2 separate regions of the Triticum aestivum genome follow, and region 1 is linked to region 2. The links are chromatin contacts, called in public Hi-C maps. All regions are on one chromosome and are shown on one strand. The core of a region is the stretch at or near the end of the contact, and the rest is flanking DNA. Distances in the headings are between cores, read along the strand shown.

Region 1 (4,490 bases), core at 938-3,437, 540 kb before region 2:
AAATAGTTTAACTAGCATGAAAGGAAAAATATGTATATTTTATATTCTTCTTAAATACTAATAATGATATAATATGACGCTGCCTGAATTGTCAATGAGTAGGGAAAATGTATATGCTGGATAATGTAGGAACTAAGCACCTGACCAAGACTAGCAGCAGCTATTGGACGGTCCTCAAATTCTTTGAACGCAACATCAACTGAGCACCTCATTTCCTTCTCTATGAAAGCCTTTGCCTTCTCAGGAGAAAATGCAGGTACTCTGTCCTGCAGAAAAGCAAAAGGTACATGGTGCATGTTTACTATTTTGTTAAAGAAATACACCATGTAACAAACTACTACAGCCAGTAAACAGGAATAATCCTTTGGGAGAAAGAGATAATTCTAGTTTAACAGAAGAGAGGAGATAAAGAAAGGAAGCCTTCACCAAAATTTCCTAGACAAAGAATGAATACCTGCAATTTTGCAAGCTCGTCAACGAATTCTTTTGGGAACAAATCAGATCTTGTGGAGGATAGCTGTCCAAGCTTGATAAAAGTTGGGCCAAGCTGCAATACTTGTTCTCTTAACCATGATGCAGTGTTTCTCCTCCGGATTTTCTGCGAATTCAAAGGCGGTTCCAGTTAACATGTGCAGTAAAACAGGAATACACCCATTTCAGCAGTTAAAACTGATGTGGTTTTGCACCATTACTAAAGCAAAATTCTCATGTGCTAACAACAGACTTTAAGACCACCTTCACATTGGGGATTTCAAGGAAATGGCAGCTTACAATATTTTTCATTTCCTGACTTGACTGAACTTATAGAATTACTGGTTAAATTGCTTAGCCATTTCATTGTTAATGTACCTGATTTTCCTCTGAGAATCCACCTGGATAGGCCCATTTTGCATTGTCGAATAAAATACGTATTCGAAGAGAAAGCACGAAAGACCAGATATCTATACTCCTCTGCACAGAGTTGTAGTTAGCCTTTGCCCAACTGAATCCCTCATCAGATGGCAAAACCTTGAGCTCCTCTTCAAAGGGATCATCTCTAGCACTCATTTGCTTCTGGGTCTTAACTAGAGCAGACATGTTGCTGCCATTCACCAAACTGGTCCCGGTAACAACCGCCTTTGGAGAACCGTTAATGACTGCTCTGGTCGAACCGTTGACAACGCCATTTGTAGAACCATTGATGACCGCCTTGGTCGAGCCATTGACAGCTCCATTCAGAGAACCATTAACTGTATCTGTTCTTGCACGGCCACCGCCCTTGCTCCTCATCAATTCGGTTGTGGGAACCATCTTCCTCGACCAGCCATTGGTAGTATATTTCTCCGAATCCGTGGACCGGGCTTCTGCTCGGAACATTGAAGATCTCTTAACCAAGGAAGAGTCATTTCCATACCTTGGTAGCTTGGCATTCGATATAGACGCTGAAAAGCTAAGATCAGCCATCATCATCGCCATTGGACAATCAAAAAGGCCCTGTGTGTAGTACCTTGCCATTATTAGTATGAAACAAATATGGAACACAATGAAATGTCATTCTAACCACAAGTGCAAGGTAGAGACAATAACGAGAAGGCCCTAAATTATACAAGATCTTCCCAGTTTCCAACAAAATAAGTAATGGCCTGGCTCCACATGGTTACTACGTATCAGCTAAACACTTTCTTTCAGAAGGAATAACTACAGGTTGTCCCGAATGAGTTAGTCAAGAAATCATCAGAAACATATATCAGGGTAGAAAAGAACCATATCGTCAATTAAGGCAAAATCATGAATTTTGTCCAACAAGACTGCCTGAGCATCTACCGGAAAGAGATGCAGCAAACATGCAGAATCCCAAAAACTACACCTTCGGTAAATCAGTTTCACCCAAGGCGCTGCGAGCCGGCGGAATCAAGCATCAGATTCCGGAAGAAACGAAAAAGGATTCGGCGGAACAGAGGGGCGAAATGAGTGGATGCGGGGGAGTGGGAGTTTGGCAAGCAAGGGGTACCTCACGTGGGCTTTTGATTTCTCGGGGCGTGGAGAAGAGAGAGGAGGGGAGGCCGGTGACTTCTCTGATTCGCAACTGCAGCTTCGGCTCAGCTGGCTTGGCTTGCCTGGGAAGAGGACACCACTCCGCCACGAAGTGGAGAGGAAAATGAGGCGCACGAGGAGGGACGATTTTAATACACTATATATATTATCTTTAACACTGTTATATATGCAACGTGTACATCAAACCTCCCATAAAACGTCCGCACCGCTATTATCCATCATATCTTAAATATCCATGAGCGCGTCTTAACGTTCAAAATCCTACAAACTGATATCAAACCAGCGGAAAATTTGTGGGCGTAACTCGTGCTACGTAAGCCTCCGACTGAGAATTTGGATTTTTTGTTTGCCTCACTTTACTTCTAACTTTGATCATTTGCCCCCCCCCCCCGACCCACCAGATTACGGGTGGAGCCGAGGCCACTCGCCATTGAGATAACCCTGGGGCGAATTATCAAACCCCATGTAAAATGGGGCAAATGATCCAAATGCTCGCCTCCGTCTACACAGCCCCACCCATATCCCTCCTCGCACCTTCCACTCTAGATGTCCATCCGCTCTTGGCGCTCATTCTTGTCCGTCCAGAGCAGACGTGACCAACCACTGCCGCACGCTAGCTGAACGGGCGTGACATTCAATCGGCACAGTAGTCCAGAAACTCACACTGGTCCGCCGCTCACGGCGTCTCCGCTTGCTCTACAAGCCACGTTAATGCCGGTTCAGAAAGAAGTGAACGGACAAACCGATGGGACGACTTCCTACCGTATTCAAACTATCGTTGGTCGTCCATCTACCTGCCCGGTATTCAACCTGCGCGGCAGACGAGAAACCCACTCCAGACGCCCACATTCAAACCGCCTTCGGTCTGCCCGGCGCCCGCTATTTAAGGATGGTCGTCCGCGGCACAAACTGCACCTCCTCCGAGCCCCATCTCCCCTAGTTTGCCCGCCGGCGCACCACCGCTTCTCATCCACCTTCTTCCGCGACCGTCGACACAATGCTCGGTACCATCCGTGGGTGGTCAAAGAAGCTCTTACCGCTGCACCGACACGAGATCGCGGACCTTGTGCACTGTTGGCAGGCCCGGCGTGTGCGCCACATAAACGCGGGCCTTCATGCGAGCTCACTAGAGGAAAGCTCGGACGACAAGGACCGAATGATGGAGGAGGCATCTGATGAGGACCAGGTGCTCACGCCGGTCATGCGGGTTCACCATGTCGCAAGCGCATGTGCGCTTACGGCAACATCCTGGTGGTGGTAGAGCAGGAGGAACAGGCGGCACCGCTGATCTCCGCATTTCGGATGATGCAGGAGGAGCGGCGGTACAACCTGCAGCTCCTCGAGAAGCACTAGCTCACGAAGGCCAGATAACCGACGATTAGGCAAACGAGGAGGCCTCCCGACAATGGCCGTGGAGAGTCCGAGGCACTGTGGATGAGCAGCGGCGTTGTACAAGTCCATGCGCAACGCCTACGTTATCCGCTACGAGAGCAGTGGTGGAGCCAGAAAAAAAATGTATCACTAAGGCCAAGTGCTGTTAAAACTGATTAGGGAAGGGCAAACCATTGAAAAACTATTTTTTAGCAGCAAATAATCACTATTTATCCACTCTATGCACTAAACCCCAGATGTTAGTGGGGGAGGGGGGGGAGATCCCCTGCTGGTCCCCCTGTCTCCGTCACTGTGTGAGAGGTGGCGACTTCGCGTCAACGAGGTTGAGCCCGAGCACATGGTTGAGGAGATCGCGTCCAGGGCGGATGTGGAGGCGTCACAAGTGGTGGCGGGCGAGGGACACTGTCAATGTCAGCAGCTCCACGTTGTTTGCACCGGGTTGTAACGACCACAAGGCCGGACTGTCCACGTTGATCATTAACCTCACCTCCACTGACGACATTCCCGGTCAGGTGGTGGACTCCGATGAGGAATAAGACGTGGGAGACAGACGTTCCCACGTCCGACGAAGAGCATGGCATTGAACACGGGGACGTGCCTACGGCCGGCCAAGAGTAGACCAAGCTAAAAATTACTTTTGCTATGTAAAAGAAATCCTAATATACCCTGCAAAAAAATCCTAATATAAATAATATCGTGTTCGTTTTTATTTGGTGCATGCGGTTGGATGACCAGCTCCCTTATCGATGTCCACATACACAGGCTCGAGCCCAGGGGTGTGCGGCGGCACAGGGCCTCCAGGTGGCAGGGGACCCCAAATTAGAAGCACATCAGCAGCTAGGCCTAGTTGAACCAGCAGGCCGAAAGGCCCTGATAGCGTCGCACGCGTATGTCGCTAATCCATGGCCTATGAGAATACCCATAGTTCGCACTAACCCTAACGACGCCGCAGCTGGTCGACAGATGCAACCCGACGACGCAACAGAGGAATGGCGGCCGCCGGCATCGGCAGCGCCCGCAACGCTGGCAGCAACAACCAGCAGGTAAACAGGGCGGACACATGG
Region 2 (5,104 bases), core at 644-3,143:
TTATTTTCTTGTATTTGTTTTTTATGAAAGCAAATCCCAACTTACCAGAAAAAGCAGAAAACAAATAGCTCCTAAAAAATATCCTAAATATTAATAATAATTCCAATCACATGGCAGAGAACCATTCTGATACATCTGTTACATACTAGGAAGCAATCAAGGAAGTAAAGGGCCAGAGTCAGTGAAGGCGATAAACGTATTTAGGGGAAGTTGTTACAAGAAGCAATTAATTGACTAACCAAGCTAACAAATCATGTGTGGGTCATATTGGCAGATAGGACGACTACTATACTTCCCCGGGCTAGTCCGATGGGAGATAAGGGATCCGTAGTCTGTTAATTCCGTCGCGCACGTACAAACCGTTATTTTTTCTATCAATTCCCAATCCTCACATCAAGTATTAGGGGTCCCCTAGGAAGAGATCTTGGGTAGTTGGACCTCTTAATTCCCACCCTTCCCTCCTCAATTCCCATATCCCTGAGCCAATCAAAGGGTTTTAATTTTCATGTACCTTAAACTCTCATTTCCAATCTTTAACCCCCCAACCAAACACGTTGAAAGAGAAATCATTATACAAATCTAAATGTGCCATTTGAGGCCAAACTGCATATATTTTTACCTTTACAATTACTTATCTTTTTGAGAACACTGGTTGTACTACCAAGCTAATCACAAACAAATCAAAAAACAACATTAGTTAGCACTGCTACTCTTTACTTCTACCAATCCTTGCAGTCAACATGCATGCACCTTTAATTTCTCCACGACAACATACAACCATCATCATGCCGCATAAACCACCTCTTCTTTCATGGGGTTTTATAACACTAGCTGCATAAATTGGAATGAGAAGAATAGATGCAGAAAAAGGAACTACATTGCACATGCTTGCACCTCATCTACTCGCGAGAATATATAGAATTGGAGCAAACAAATAAGTGCACACAAGAGATAAAACATCAATGGAGATTCCTAATGTCTTGACTAATATGTTGTCCTCCAGCTTAAGAAGTACCTACAAGGAAGGGTCAACATACAAAATCACGAGCCGCTCCAATTTATGACGCACACAACTTCATCTTCAACTTGTTAATGATACGTGAACCTCAACGTACCATGTGGTACTGTTGGAGACCATGATGACGTGGTGCACCTGTGACTCGCCAACGTTCTATCATGCGCAACGCCTCCTGGAACGCCTTTGACATCGCATGACAGAAGGTAGGAACACGTTAAGAGCAACCGAGGCAAAACAACGAACAAGTGGCGCCCCTCTTGTAAATATGTAACATTAATATCTTTTGTTATTAAATACAATAGGAGCCTCTCCTGTCGTTTCCTCCTAAAAAATAAAAGAATGTCGCAATTGAATGGTGGTACCACACAATCCAACTCTTCCCGTCAGCGAACTTCTTAATCTACCTGGTCCTACTCTTATTCAAAAGGTTGTGCAATCAGGACCGGTTACTCCTACAATTTTGCCGTCGAGACACGATGGTCTCCGGTTAATGATGTTAGGTCAGTTGAAGGGTAAGGTCGCATGCCGGCGGGATGGTGGCGGCGACAACACACAATAGGGAGGGTGGCAATGGCACCATGGTAGGGCGAAGGTGGTGGCATGCTGGGTGGGAGGGTCTCGATGATCGCGTGGGGGCAGGAGCGTGGCGGCTTCTGCATGCAAGCGAGAGTTGTTGACCTAGCCAGCTCATGGGATCGGGAGGAGAAAAGAAACGGAAGGAGGTAGGAGATATTTTTCATACAAGAGGGTATCGGTCTGCCAAAACAAATCGATGGTGGGAGAGAGATTGCGCCATGGGAGGGGAGGAAAACCGGCTGTGTGTGTGTGGGGAGGGGGGCGTATGAACCTACAAATCCCAACTTTTTCATCTCTGTAAAATAAATAAATAAATCATTCCACCAGTTTCAGCGAGGCGAGTGCAGAAAAGGTCGTTCCACCACCCGGCCCAGCCCAATCCCGTGTGGTGCCTTTACCTCGTTCTCCGGCTCTCCGTCCCATTCCATCCACCGCGTCCAGACACAATCTTACCGGCGACGCCTCGCGACCTCCTCAGCTCCTCACCCCCTTCGCCGCCGCTGCCACCGCGGGGACCCGCTCTGATCCCGTCAGGTGAGATCCCTCGCCCCCATCTGCTCCGCCCCTTCTTCTCCCCGTCGTTAGATCTGCGGTCTGAGCCGGGTCGGCTCGCCCCCGTCGCCCTGGCCCGGCGCATCCGCTCCACTGTCCCGGTCCGGGTGTCGGAAATTAGAATCTGTACGGCGGCCTTCCGGCGTCGATCAAGCTTTTCCTTGTGTATCCGTGGTTCCTCCGCCCAGATCTGCGCCATTTCTGTGGGGTTGCGCTGATCTCGCCCAGATTGGGACGGATCTGGGCAGTCTGTCTGGGTAATTTGGATGTGGGATGATTTTTTTAGACAAGCAGGATGTGGGATGGTTGGGAGAGCTGATACGTTTGTGGCTTGTTGCTTGGATCGTTGTTTTGCCCTAGCTATGCGTCGTGGTTGTACCGCACTCTTTCGTTTCGCTTGGTCTCAGATGGTGCACTCGTACCAGGAAGTTCTAGAAATACACGATTTTTAAGTTATGCTCCCCCCCCCCCACACACACACACACACACAAACATGCTGTGCTTACTATGTTGTATGTTTGTTAGAACGGCGACAATTTGAAAGCATGTAATGTAGAAACTGTACCGGATATTATGGAGATTTCTGTAGTTTCATACGACTTGCTTTGGTCCACTGGCACAACCAACATAAGCTGTATGTTCTGATCCTTGCTTGTAGATCTGTTGATGGGAAAAGAATGATTGCAACCTTGGGAATGCTGCAAAGATTATGATTGTTTGCCCCTGAAACCATTTGTAGACAATAACTTGCATCTTTCTTTGACACTTGGGGAAAGTCAACAAATAATTTATTAGGAAAACAATGCTTTTGCTGTTTGGGTTGTGTAAAGCATATGCTATTTGAAAGTCAACAAATAACTTGCATCTTTCTTTGACCTCTTAAATTTGTTGTGCTGTACGAGACTTTGATTTCTTTTCCTTCAGTGATCATGTCCAGCACGGCAATGAATCCACATTTAACTGATCGTGCAAGTTAAATCAGTCATGTGTTTCAGTGTGCTGCCTTTCTAAACTTTGACCTCTGATATCAATGAAATCTTTGCAGTCATATTAAATAGTGATTGATTTCATGGAAGTGCCCCTGAAATTTTATGCGTCTTCCGTAATTCTCACTTTTGTATTAATATGTTGCTGTGAAACCAATGGTCGTATGTATTGGAGTTGTATGGATGTCTTGAAATTTGTCTATCTTGAAACTATGGTTGTAATAGGTTGACATATCTAAATCCTTTTAAGGGAGGAGATTTGGTTGATCTCTCATTGAAACACCACTCTGCCATTCTCACTTCCTCTTGCCTTTGATCATGCAACATATTTTGTACTACAGGACACATCTGTGTGTGCGCGTACTCAGTTCTAGTGGTCACACTGTCCTAATCTTCTGTCTTGATTTGCAGTTGTAGAAGTAACTGATTAGCCTGATGGCTATGGTCGATGAGCCTCTCTATCCAATTGCCGTGCTGATAGATGAGCTTAAAAATGAAGATATTCAATTGCGCCTGAACTCCATCAGAAGACTTTCCACTATTGCACGGGCACTTGGAGAAGAAAGAACCAGGAAGGAACTGATTCCTTTCCTCAGCGAAAACAATGATGATGAAGATGAGGTGCTTCTTGCAATGGCTGAAGAATTGGGTGTGTTCATTCCTTATGTTGGGGGTGTAGAGCATGCTCATGTTTTGCTCCCACCATTGGAGACATTGTCTACGGTGGAGGAAACTTGTGTCCGAGACAAAGCAGTTGAGTCGTTGTGCCGTATTGGTGCACAGATGAAAGAAAATGACATTGTTGACTATTTCATTGCAGTAGTAAAGGTAATGCATTTATACAGTGAGACATTCAATTGATTGTTGTCAAATATTTGTGGCACTCCTTGACCTCATCATTATATGCCTTCTGTAATATATATGTTTGCATGATATTTCTACTTCTTGCCTTTTAGGTAACTGCGTTTGCATTGTATTCTTCTGTATAGTGACTTGCTCCAACATATGGCTGTTAATTGGAAATACTGCTGTACTCTGTAAAGAAATATAAGACTTTTTAGATATATTTCTTTACAGAGAGAGTACTTAGATAAATGTAGCAATGCAGTTTTATTTTCTGTTGATATCTTTATGCCTGTTCGTTCAACCAGTCTTTACTCTTTTCAGAGGCTAGCGGCTGGTGAGTGGTTTACAGCTCGAGTATCATCCTGTGGTCTTTTCCATATAGCCTATCCAAGTGCCACCGATCCGTTGAAAACAGAACTGAGGACTATTTATGGCCAGTTATGCCAAGATGACATGCCTATGGTCAGAAGGGCAGCTGCATCAAATCTTGGGAAGTTTGCTGCCACTGTTGAACAGAGCCATTTGAAGACAGAAATCATGTCGATCTTTGATGATCTTACCCAAGATGGTACTTTCTTCTACATCTTTGACATACTGTTTAATGAAATAATTCTCTAGTTCAGGCAAATAGTTACCTGTTCAAAAAGTGGAATAGAACACATGTATTGTAGTTTCTGATGTTGCCATCAAACAGTTATTGTGTTCTCTGAATGATTGTGTTTGTAATCATGCGGTCTCCTCATTAATCTGCCGTGGAGATCTTTTATTGATTTGTCAGTGATTGTGCTTACTAGCGTAGTCAGTGATTGTTACATGTAGCTTATCTCTAGCTTTCTTGCAATTAATTTGACATATTTTTTCAAGTACCATTTAGTAGTTTATCTTTTTGTATGGTGGTAGCGCATGTTCCTAATTTTCCGATTCTGCTTTATTATTGTTAATTTATATAGGGTCTCAAGTAGTCCTGTATGGCAGTGTGGTGTAGTACGGTTAGGTTCCTTGTGATTTGTTATGAATCCTTTAGGACTGAAACCAAAAGTATCCTGCTATATTTTATCTTCTTCATTCTGAACATGATATCAGTCTGCCTATGCTCCAAGATATCAAAATAAACTCTTAAAACTCT

Evidence for each region. A called contact is a pair of places that touch in the nucleus more often than the background predicts.
Region 1: a contact with region 2 is called in a Hi-C map of leaf, with 7 times the contacts expected there. The contact joins the promoter of LOC123103359 here to the promoter of LOC123103357 in region 2. A contact is called at or near these places in 2 of 5 Hi-C or Micro-C datasets (both in leaf).

Annotation. Positions count from the first base shown.
Region 1 is chr5A:359,382,669-359,387,158 of IWGSC CS RefSeq v2.1, reverse strand. LOC123103359 (protein ACTIVITY OF BC1 COMPLEX KINASE 7, chloroplastic) reads right to left here and starts at 2,187. Exons shown (of 18, transcript XM_044524918.1): 1 at 1,991-2,187; 2 at 850-1,473; 3 at 455-598; 4 at 141-266. The coding sequence starts at 1,455.
Region 2 is chr5A:358,836,978-358,842,081 of IWGSC CS RefSeq v2.1, reverse strand. It overlaps LOC123103357 (serine/threonine-protein phosphatase 2A 65 kDa regulatory subunit A beta isoform), which reads left to right and starts at 1,893. Exons shown (of 13, transcript XM_044524914.1): 1 at 1,893-2,128; 2 at 3,544-3,960; 3 at 4,300-4,546. The coding sequence starts at 3,568.